Linked DNA regions of Urocitellus parryii: region 2 is linked to region 1. A link is a contact called in public Hi-C data. All regions are on one chromosome and are shown on one strand. The core of a region is the stretch at or near the end of the contact, and the rest is flanking DNA. Distances in the headings are between cores, read along the strand shown. Region 1 holds the start of Cep162 (centrosomal protein 162). Region 2 holds the start of Cyb5r4 (cytochrome b5 reductase 4).

What was found. A called contact is a pair of places that touch in the nucleus more often than the background predicts.
Region 2: a contact with region 1 is called in a Hi-C map of muscle, with 3 times the contacts expected there. The contact joins the promoter of Cyb5r4 here to the promoter of Cep162 in region 1. A contact is called at or near these places in 2 of 2 Hi-C or Micro-C datasets (liver and muscle).

The regions. Positions count from the first base shown.
Region 1 is chr8:74,640,409-74,646,112 of mUroPar1.hap1, forward strand. It overlaps Cep162 (centrosomal protein 162), which reads left to right and starts at 3,880. Exons shown (of 27, transcript XM_026411356.2): 1 at 3,880-3,950; 2 at 4,858-4,968. The coding sequence starts at 4,912.
Region 2 is chr8:74,945,742-74,951,483 of mUroPar1.hap1, forward strand. It overlaps Cyb5r4 (cytochrome b5 reductase 4), which reads right to left and starts at 1,331. Exons shown (of 16, transcript XM_026410828.2): 1 at 1,134-1,331. The coding sequence starts at 1,247. It overlaps Ripply2 (ripply transcriptional repressor 2), which reads right to left. Exons shown (of 5, transcript XM_077801747.1): 5 at 2,648-2,804. The coding sequence ends at 2,648.

The DNA.
Region 1 (5,704 bases), core at 2,630-5,129:
ATAGCAGTAATAAATGAAAGACAAACTGTTAGGTTATTAAATTTAATTTTCTTTTGACCAGAATAACATAATTCCTTCAATGTCATCCTCATTATCTACATCAGTGAAGAGAATCTCCACATTTGAAAAAGAGGTTTAAAAAAAGCAGGATTTTTTATTTTGAACTACTGTGTAACTGAATCTGATTCAGTTCACCTCCTCAATTCAATCTCAGCATGCCCTGCATTTACATGCCCATATAATACTGCAGGACTTGGCTATAATTATGTCATTAAGTTGACTGAATTCCCATACTGTACTGCTGGCTGAGAAAATGCAATAAAGGTGGAGTACAGTTCTTCCCACCAAGAATCTCACTGGGGAGCTGGACAAACACAAAATGTATATCAAAGTTAATATCATACTAGGAATCACAAAAATACATGAGAAACCTATAAAAAATGAGGAACTATCAAAGTAGGAATCTTTGATCCTATCCGAAGTGTCTTGATTAATTTAATTGTTCAAGTAGCCAACTTACTTTGGCATTTTATTAAAGCTCACTACATATTTATCACAAGAGTTAATATTATGCAGTGTTCATAATTATGGATCATGAAGTTCAGATGTCCAAGCTGGAATCTTGATCTGCCATGTCTTAGGTAAGTGAACTTCAGAAAGTTACTCTTTAAATCTTAAATTCTCAAAGATTCCAATGCTACTATCATTTTCAAAATGTAACTAGGAAAATTGAAAAATGTATAAAAAAGCATACAACAATATCCAGTACAGCATAAGCTCTCAAAAACATTAACTATTCTTTAGAAAAAAGATCCTTCTTAAAAATGTATAATGATTGAACTGAGTATTAAAAACTTATTGACTCCTGTATTACAATTCAGTCTGACCAACTCTTGAGCCCTTTAAACATTAAGTTCTATAAATTTATACATTGCTACAAAATGAAAAACACTCTTTCAACTACACCCCTATTTATACTACACCCCAATTTATCAAAGCCCTTGTTGAGTGAGGATGAAATGAGGCTATAAAGGCAAGTAGTGCTGAACACATCAACAAGGTGTTATAAATGTTTGGATTTTAGTCTAAGTACAATGAGAAATCACTGAAGGATTTTAAACAAAGGATAACCTGACCTACATTTTCAAACTGTAACCTTTTTTGTTGAATAGACAACATGAAAGAGAAAGACAAGAGCTAGGAGGCTAGTGAGGTAGTTCAAGCAAGAGAAAACAATGCCTTGGAGTAAGACATTAGCAAATATGAGGTAAAGAAGTGAACCGAGTGGAGACATATTTTGCAGGTGGCATTAAAAGTCTTAATAAAGGATATTAGGAGGAGAGAATTCCAAGATTTCTGTCTTGACCAACTGGATAAGTGGAGTGCCACATAGTATAGTGGGAAATACTGAAAGAGAAAGAAATCAGTTGGCAGGAGGGCAAAAAAGCAAGAATCCATTGAGTTAAAGATATCTGTGAGTCATCAAGTGGAGACAGAATTGGATAGTTTGGATCTAGGACACTAGGGTTCAAAAAGAGAGTTTAGAACTGTAGGCCTATATTTAAGAGTCATAAGTACATATGTGATATTTAAAGCCGTGAGGATCAGATTGACTGGGATAAGAATGTAAAAAATGAGCAGAAAATGAATTCAGAAATGACCCCTAAGAAATTCTAATATTTAGAAGTTAGATAGAATAAATGGAGGGACAGTGAAAAACTCTGAGAGACCATAAACTGGGAAGAAAAACCAAGAAAGCAAAAGTAAATAACTATAGCAAATGGTATTAGGAGATCAAGTAAACTAATTTTCTTTTATTTCTTTAATCTAGCAATGTGGAGAAAATTGGTGATACTACCAAAAATGGGTTTTGTATCCTGGTGTCAATGGACACTAGATTAGAAAGTCTGATAAAAGGGAGGTGATGTAGAAATAATTTTCCCAGAAAAGACTGGCAGGAAAGAGGGTAGAGACAAGTTCAATCACAGGGAAATATAGACTGTGAATAATGTTTTGGAAGTAGCATTTTATTTGGAGAATTCCAGGGAATGTTTGAATGATGTTAGGAAAATCCCACAGACAGCCAGAGGATATAGGAAGAAGTGGAAATAACTAGTAAAACAAGATCAGTGAGAAGAATGAGTAATAGTTCCAAATCATATTTAGGAAGATGGATTTTTGACAGAAGGCAGGGCACTTCTTCCATTGGAACTGTGAACAGATTAAGATAAAATACAGACACAAGTACAGTTTATAGATTTAATGGGAAACAGGTGAATAAATTCCAGCCTTATGGGATCTGTATTTGTTAATGAGATGTGAGGCAAAGCCATCTGCTCATGATGGATGTGCAAAGTCAAGGGTAAGAGTCAATGAAGGAAGGAACAGGGTTAGGGTAAACCAACCCTCCCGGTTTGCAAGAACCAAGAGAATTCCTGTGACTCAGGACTTTCAACAATAAAACCAGGAAAGTCTCGGCAAGATGCTAAGTCTCTCATTGTGGAATCTGAACAGGGTGGAGGAGGTATACCATAGTCTTTATATATGGTAGGAACAGAATTCACTAGTAAAAAAGAGGAAGATTACTGGTTTTGAATGCCCAGTTAACAATGATGACCATGATTTTATAGCATAACCGTATATTGAATAATATTGACTTTAGATCACAAATTGTGCCTCTGTTCAGAGAATGTTCCTAGACTTCCTCAGTTCATGTGCATTAAGTGTCATAGTCATTTTTCATTGTACCCCTTAAACAATTGTCTTTCCTACTTGACTATTCCTCTTCAGACTGTATTAGGGAAGAGACTATGACTGCTGTGTTCATTCAGTACATAGGAGAAACAAACGTATAAGTTGAAACAGATTGATTCTTAAATTGTTAAAATTAAGGTAAATAATGCTTGCGAAGCACCCATCAACTATCCAATAAGTGGTAGCTAAAATTTCTCTATTACTACTCATATTTTCATAGTAGAGCACAGATCTTGACTTGAACACATTTGGAGAGAGATAAACATTTGCTCAATGAAAAAGTTCAGACTAGAGATGAGGTCCTACATTATGACTGCCCCCAGCAAATGCAACTGTTTGTCGATTTTACTTTCACCATCCTAAATGTCGTTCTCCGAAATTCCAGCTTATGTTGTGTTCTTTAAAAAGAAAGGAAGAAAAACGCAGGAAAAAAAAAAATCCTAGAAATAATTGTTAATTGCCCTTATAGAATGGGGTTTTGAACAGTAAGGGAGGGAAACCAGAGATAGTATGAGATAAATGGACTGTCTTAATTCGTTATGTGCCATTGTCTTATATATAGGACACCAGCAAAAATTGTAACGTTTTTGTAGGTGTCGTATAATATAGAACAATGTCCTATAATATAGGACACAGGAGGTTTCAATAACAATTTCGCGCTCGTGCATTTTCAGCGCCTTGTCCACTAGGTGGTGGTACTGAGTCCCTATTCGACCTACAGTTGTTTTTTTCACAACAACCTTTTGTACGTGAAGTAAACCCAATACATTTTTTCAAAATTTCAAGCTTGAAAAACAGCGCTCAAGTGAGCAGGGCGGGGAAAGCCCGGAAGAGGAGAAGCAAAGTGCCGGCAGCGGGGGAGCTCCCAGACTTTCGGGAAGGAGCGGGCTGTTCACGCCCTGTCCCGGCTCTAGGTCACCCGGGCGCCGCCGGGCACCCTTCCTAGGCGCAGATCAGCTGGGATTGCGTGCTGGTGCCGCGGCCACGGCTCCTACAGGCCACCGCAGCCAGCTGAGCCGCTGCAGTCGATCTTTGCTTGCAAAAGCACCCAGAAACGAAAGGCCGACCGGCTGGGCCCACGAACCACGTGACCAGCCCTAGTCACGTGACTCCGGAACCCCGCAGCTGACGTCTGTTACCCTGACAACTGCAGACCCGCATGGGCCTTTGGGGAAGCGCGGGATACCGAGGCAAAGGTAGGTATATATACAGGGCTAGCTCCCCAGCCACGTCGGGGTGGTGGGGGCTGTGCCTGCGACTGGGTCCTTGGAGCTTTCGAGGTTCGGGTCATCCGCCTTCTCCGCCCTGACTCCACTGTAAGCAAGTCTTTGTCTTCCCGCCAACTACCGAATCCGCGCTTTCTGGAGCCTGGACGCCCCGGGGCTGAAGGCCTTTTAGTGGGGTCAGCCCCTTACCCAGCCCTTGGGCCAAGACTTGAACTGCACCCACCCTGAACTGATGGAAATGCTACTAAAGGGAGGAGGTCTTTTTCTGTGTTTGGGGAAAGTACTGTCCGGGCCTCCAACCACTTACCCCACTCTCACCTCTGCAAAAGGAAACTGGGGTAGGCAGAGTAAGCCCCCAAAGTTGAGATTTTTATGGGAAAAGAACTCCGTGTTGCAAATCACTGTGTTCTTTTTTAAGGGGTTCAGTGCACCGATTTTTTGTGGTCGTCTTTGCTTCAAAAGAAACATGATTCGTTCCGATTTGTATACTGTATTAATTTTTAAGTATTCCAAATCCTAATAAATTCTCTATATCTGGAAACATTCCCATATCTGAAAAGTCTGTTTTGCCAAACTGTTGTTGTTGACTGGTAAAGTGCAGAAATCAGTTGAATCAGACTACACAACTGTTAGGCTTTGTAAGAAAAAGTGGCCCTTTGGTGTGCTGTTATAAAATTTAAGATTATATGTGAGGGCTTGGTTTGTGTTTGAGAGGTAACACACAGATAGGTATATATTTAGGAAATATTGTGAAGACCATCCTTTAACAATTTGATCTTAACAGATGAAAATGTAATTTTGGACCTCAAGTAGAAGGTAGGTTGTTGAAGCTAATGTGAAGGATTTCCTCAAAAGGTGTTTCTCTTTTGCCATTTAGTGTTTCCAGTGTTGTAAATAGTGTGTTTGCTTTGGGAAGCAAAAATTACTGATTATGGCTCAATATTCCAAAGAAGAGCTGGATGAAGAATTTGAACAGTTTATGAAGGAGGTAAGTTCATATTTTTAAAAGATGTTTGGTAAATTTGTCTCATGAGACTCTCATCTTTCAGGGCTGGGAATGTAGTTTGGTGGCAGAGTGCTTGCCTAGCATGTATGAGGCCCCGGGTTGGATCACCAGCGCAGCATACTGAACAAAAACAAGACAGTTATTTATTTGTATATTTTTCTTGTAATATTGGGGATTAAACAGGGCCTCATGCGTGTTAGGCAAGCACTGTATCACACCCCCTACCCCATATTTATTTTTACTAGGTCAAGAAAAGTAAAAATGCAAAATTATTCAATAATAAAATTTAATAAAACTTAAAAACAAAAAACAAAGATGCATCCTTAATTTTCCCTTTCACCTTATAATCAAACTATCACCGCCATCTTTAGAGTTTACCCATTATCTCTGTAGTTGGCTCCCATTTTAAATACTGCCACCTGCTCCTTCAATACCATCATCTCACCTGGCCTACTGGAGCTGTTCACAATTAATTTCCCAGTATTCCTTTCACCACACTGCAACCAGATGAAATGTTACATAAATCTGACTCTTAAAATGCTATTGGTATTCCTGTCATCACTTGTAGAATAAAATCTAAACTCCTTATGGTGTTGTGAAGCTCTTCATGATTTTGTTCACGTCTACCTCGCTCACTTTTTGTCACTCTACCCCTTCATCCACTTTATTCTACAACTGCCTTCCCTCCCTCCCCCCAACCCCTGACCCCACTTGTGAA
Region 2 (5,742 bases), core at 81-2,580, 300 kb after region 1:
CAGAATCACATCACAAGACTATATGCTCCAAGGCAACATTTCTTAACCAGTTTCCTTTCTGTGAAATGGAAATACTGAAAGCTTCCATTTCAAGGGTCATTATGAAGATTAAACAAGGTAATAGAGGGAAAACACTCAAAACATATATGGCCATGAAGCATTTAATAAATCTCAGTATTGGTATTATAATTGAGGATACAGACCTCTGAGAAGCACGTGAAAAAATACAGATTCCTGAACCCATGTTTTAGTCTAAAATCAGAATTTCAGGTCTAACTAGAGAAAAATAAGGAAAGTCGGAGAAAGTCCTAAATGATGCTAAGACTCAAGAGTCCAGAAATGACAAGAAAAAGGAGTAGCCTAAATAGTTGGAATTCTCAAAAACAAAACATGAGGAAGTGGCTACAGAACCAAGCATTAGCAAATAAGAGAAGCAAGCAGCATTCAGGTTTAAGTGAACAGGGGTCACACTTTTTACTATATTTTGCAAATATAAAATGTATTTGCATCCCACCTGTTGCTAAATGTAACTATGCTTAACAAATACTCTAGCATTAGTTACATTAGCTCCGAAGTCAGGAAGTACAAAAGTCATGTTGAAACAATCAGATACCTGAGAGAAAGGCAGTATGATTTGGAGAGAAGTGTCCATAAACCTGAATGGAGGTTTGTGGACATTTGTCTTAGCTTCTCAAATATTCCCTAGCTCCAAAAATCCCCACGGCTGCAGACTGTCTCTAGTCGCCACTGTTCAGTCCTTCCCTTCTGCAAGAGAACCCACAACACTCATAACTCCTTCGGACAGTGAAGAAGAGACCAGAGAGGACAGGTTGAAGAGAGGGAAGACAATATTAAGTACCCAAAATAAGGCAAGCATGGTGAGCGGTCCTGTCCCAGAGATCTGAAATTCCGGGGGAAAGGACCTAAAGGAAGGGGACTAACAGCGGGAAAGAAGGGCTAGCAGGTGAGAGGAAGGGAAGGAGAGTTCCAGGACTGAAGACCAGCAAGGGCTGAAGGGAACGAAGGCTCCAGAGGCGGACAGGCGGTGAGGGCAAAACAGACTGTACTGAAGATGAAGAGCGAAACGCAGGCGGGAGGCGAGCTCTGGGCGCCACCAAGTGTCACTGGCTTACCTTGCTACGCCCCCCTGAAGCGACGCGCTGCTGAGAGCTGGGGGCCGGGAAAGACTGAGAAGGGACGTTTAGCATCCTGGATCCCTGGCCCGGGCTCTGCCCGGAGTCGCTCATTCGGCTGGACCCCTCTCAGACCAGATTCTCCCGCTCCGGCTCTGCGGCCGGGCAGAGGCCGAGCCCCCGACCCACTTCCGGGGTCTCCAGGGGTGAAGCACGCCATGACGCAGAACGTTAGCGGAGGGCGGAGCCAATGGAGCGAGCGCCGGCGGGGCGGCAAGAGGGGGAAAGTACGCATGCTCAGTGGGTCCGGCCGACTAAACTTCAGCACTGGATGGAGGTGACAGCTATTTCGCGGAAAGATCAGAGAGTGAAGCTGTTCCTCAGCCCTGGTGCTGATCGAATCCGAGAATATATTCTTGTAGAGTCTTGTTAACCCAGAACATCACTGTCTGTTCGTTGATAAGCGGTACGATTGTACTACCTGAAATATGGACTAAAATAACACTATTACAGCAGTCTGATTTCTTTGAAATTCTCTCCTGTGAAACACCAGGCTGTACAGTAAGGAGAATCTCACAACTACCTCTGATCTTCGCCTTTACCTTCTATCATCCTGGAATATTACAGAGATATGTTTACTTGTAATTACATTGTTTATTGTGAGATTGGGTATGAACTAAAAAGGACTTCTTGATCACAGATTACTATATTACCTTAATCCGGCAAATTTCTCCTGTTTTCTCTCTCATTAAGAAAATTGATAATATGAATAATGTTTCTACCAAATAGCTCCCCTTTGGACAAAAAAGGATCAATATTTTTCCATTCTGTTCTTTAGTCTTCTCTCTTTTAGGTTTCATGTAAATCACTCCCATTTAAACATTATTGTTTAAATGGGAGTGATTTACATGAAATGTAGTACAATAAATATTGGATACCCCACACTATTTTATTACTAGATTTAAGAAGAGCGGACGAGAATTATTATCATTATTTCTTTATAATTCCTAAAAGTTTCAGAGCCCTACTACTGACTTCCTTTCCAATTATAGAATAATGATTTTAAAGTATTTTTCACTATCTGCTAGCAGACACATAATAATAAATGTGTGCTTGGTAACAAAGTGATATTCTTCATTATCTAATAAAAGAATGTTGTCTGTAATTACAACATCCCAGTGAGGTCAGTACAAAATACTAGATGTTACAACATCTAGTATTCAGATGTCATTCTTTGCAAAATTATATATACAGGTAAATGTGTAATTTAATGAAAAGACTGAAAGTATCTCTGTAAGCCCCAAATAGTTATAATATAATCAAGACATTTGTAAATGGCATTTATTTTAAATTTCAACATTTAATTCTAATGAAGGGATAAAAAAGTCAATACTACCATAGTATTTATATAATATTTCCTTTTATTAATAAATTATATACAAATAAATTAGTTTAAAAGATTATGATACATTTATACACCAAAGCCCATGAGCTTTGAATATCATCAGAAGTAACTAATTAGATTAATTTTCACAGGTCAGCTGCTCAATTTCATCTTCACTATCGGAATCTTCATAAAATGAAATTGTAGCTTGAATTGGAAAAATTTTCAGAAGAGCTTCTGCTTCTTGATATAAGTAATCATAACACTTTGATTTTGGCCAAAATAGCCTGAAAGAAGCAGACAACATAGTATGCTTTATTTTGTTCACATTCAGAATCCTCATACTTATGAAAACACCAGATTTCAAGAGCGCTATACCCTTTGCAATAGATGTATGCATTTAGGTACAGCCTTAAGATAGTTTTAAAATGCTACTATCACAGTTTTCATAGAGTCTATTTGCCAATAATTAATGGCTATTTATTTTAAATATCTATCCAAACTATAAATTAGATCAAACAAATTTATGTAAACCCTGCATAAGCATAAAATCAATATTTAGCTTACTTCTAGTTTCTACATTCCTTAAGGGGAAAAAAATGAATTCTACCACTACGATACCAATTCCAGTGATAATCAACTTTATAAAAATGACAAATATTATGCACCCTAAGCAAGGTGTCCATCATCTACTGCATTGTTTAAAACTCACAGGTTTAACTATTAGTAATAGATGTAGCCAATACACATTTATAAAGTACCAAAACCAATATTTTTAAAAGTTGGTCTATGCATTCACAACTTGAGACATAGAAAGGCTACCTTTGACACAGTCTTGAAACCATCTCTTCTCATTTCCCAATCAATTTGGAACACTATACTGAGATATTGAGAAATTATATAGGTTTCAAACAAATAATTTGCCTGTAAGCACGATTATCTCAGAATTTTTAATATCTGGCAAGTGTTAATATTGCCACTTGGCTTTCTATTGTGTTTTATCCAAGCATAAAAGGAGAAGAGATAAGGCTGAATTACTGACTAGAGCACAGTTATTTTAGTTTACGATGAATAGCTCTGTGTATAACTGAGTGATTCTAAAAAACAAAGAATTATATTATATTCAGTATTCTCAATTTTAAATTGTGGGAAAAAAGACAATGATGTTTATATATGTTTCTAGCAAAACATTTTTAAAGTTTATAATTTTGATGCTTAAATATGTAACTATGGGTTATTCATTCAATAAATATTGGGGTGATTCCTTAAAATGCCAACATAATTCATATATCAAAGATGAATAAATCATGACCCTCTACTCTCAGGAATTTGCAATTGAGTGAAAAGATAAATAGTACTCAAGATATAAATTAATAAAAATAAAATAAACTTAAGAGAAGCACAATTAAATTGTAATAGTAGTTCAGAAAAGAAAGTAATTGCTTATGAAGATAACAGTTTACTTTCTAATATTTAATTGGATTTTCCAAACCCAACAAATGCTGGTTAGTTGTTATCATCATACTCTGTCCAGAATTTCCCACTGTGGACTATTTTTCTTCCAGAGACTCCATATTTTATTGAATTACTCCCTCTTCTGATTCTTCTGACTCCTTTGTGGACTTCTCTTTCTCTATATACTGGTGAGATACAGGCCTTCCCCCAAAGCTTCGTTGAGAATGATCAGTTCCTACCTCTCGATTACCCAGGATGAGCTGAGTATTCACTGTCATGAGTTCCCCAACCCTCGATTTACCATAGACTCCCAAGCTTGTACTTAAGATTTTAATATGTATGTAGCTCTCTACCTGATATCTCTATTTTATTGCCCCATAAGCATTTAAATATGACAAACGGAAAGTTGGATGCATTACCTTGCACTCCAAATCTGTTCTAAGCACTAATTTATTTCTTCTTTCTTTCTTTCTTTTTTTTTTCTTAGTGCAAGACTCACCTTGTCATCAGAAACTTGGGAGGAATTTTGGCTTTTTACCACTGCTTCACCTATCATATCCAATATATCTTAAAGCCAAACTTTGTCACCTAAGTATTTTCCAAATTCACCCAGACCCATCCTCACTTCCAATTTCTTAGAAAAGCTTATCATCATTTCTTACCTGAACAATTTCAATAGCTTCCAATTCCTTTTGGTATTCTAAATTATATATAATTTCCTTAGTGATTTTTTTTGGAAACATAAATCTGACCACACCACTCTATGGTTAAATCACTTGAGTAATAAGCAAATTCATCTATAGAGTAAACCTATGAGATCTTAACAAAGCTCTGTATCAAGGTGTACAAGCTCTGGCCTCTGGCTACCCTGCTGGAATGACCACAGCTTCACACACCCAAATTCCATTCTGCCCCCACCTCCCCATCCATCTGGTTAACTTCTTCAAGACTTCAGGCAGTCACAACCTGTGATGCACACCTCCCTGAGCCTCACTTAGGCACTTCATGCCCTCTTCGCACCTGTAAAACTGACCAAAATAAACTCCATTAGGACGTTTACAAGGTGCTGTCATTTTTTCCTATGTTCTTCAACAACTGCTAGCACATGGTAGAAAATTAATCAGCATGTATTAATTATTATGTGCTATCTATAAACACATACATCCTTTACAAACATCATACAGCTCTTTTAACAGCTCTCAGACACAGGAAAATGGCATAATTATTAACCTTTAGTCTGAATAAGAGCTACAAAGAATCTTACAAAAAGGCCCACTTCCAGGGGCAAGAAATAGTAAATAGTTTCTCCTTGTTATGTTAAATAACTTTTAAGCTCTTTTAGGATCACCCTTAGTAATCTTTAGGATTTTTTGTTACATTTTCATTTTCTCTCATGTGTCAAGCTTGATTTTCTGTGAAATTGCAATCATTAACTCCATTCTTGCTTCTGGTTTGCAAGAGAATAACCTACCACTCACTTCTGTCTGGTATGAAGTCAATTTCATTCCAACCCTTTGGGATTACAAACAAAACAAAAGCGAAAACCATTTTTAGGCACAAGATGTCACCATTCTACTTTTCCTATACAATACATGTTGTCTTTTTCTAACATATTCCTTAAGCATTTACTGAGTATGCACCGATTTAACTGTTCTTTCAGGTGGGGGCGAGCACTCCTACATTTTTCAGTTAGATGAGTAACCCACCTCTGCGAGTGGGATGAACAGAGTAACCTTAAAGATAGATTTTCCAAGAAAGAAAAACTACAGG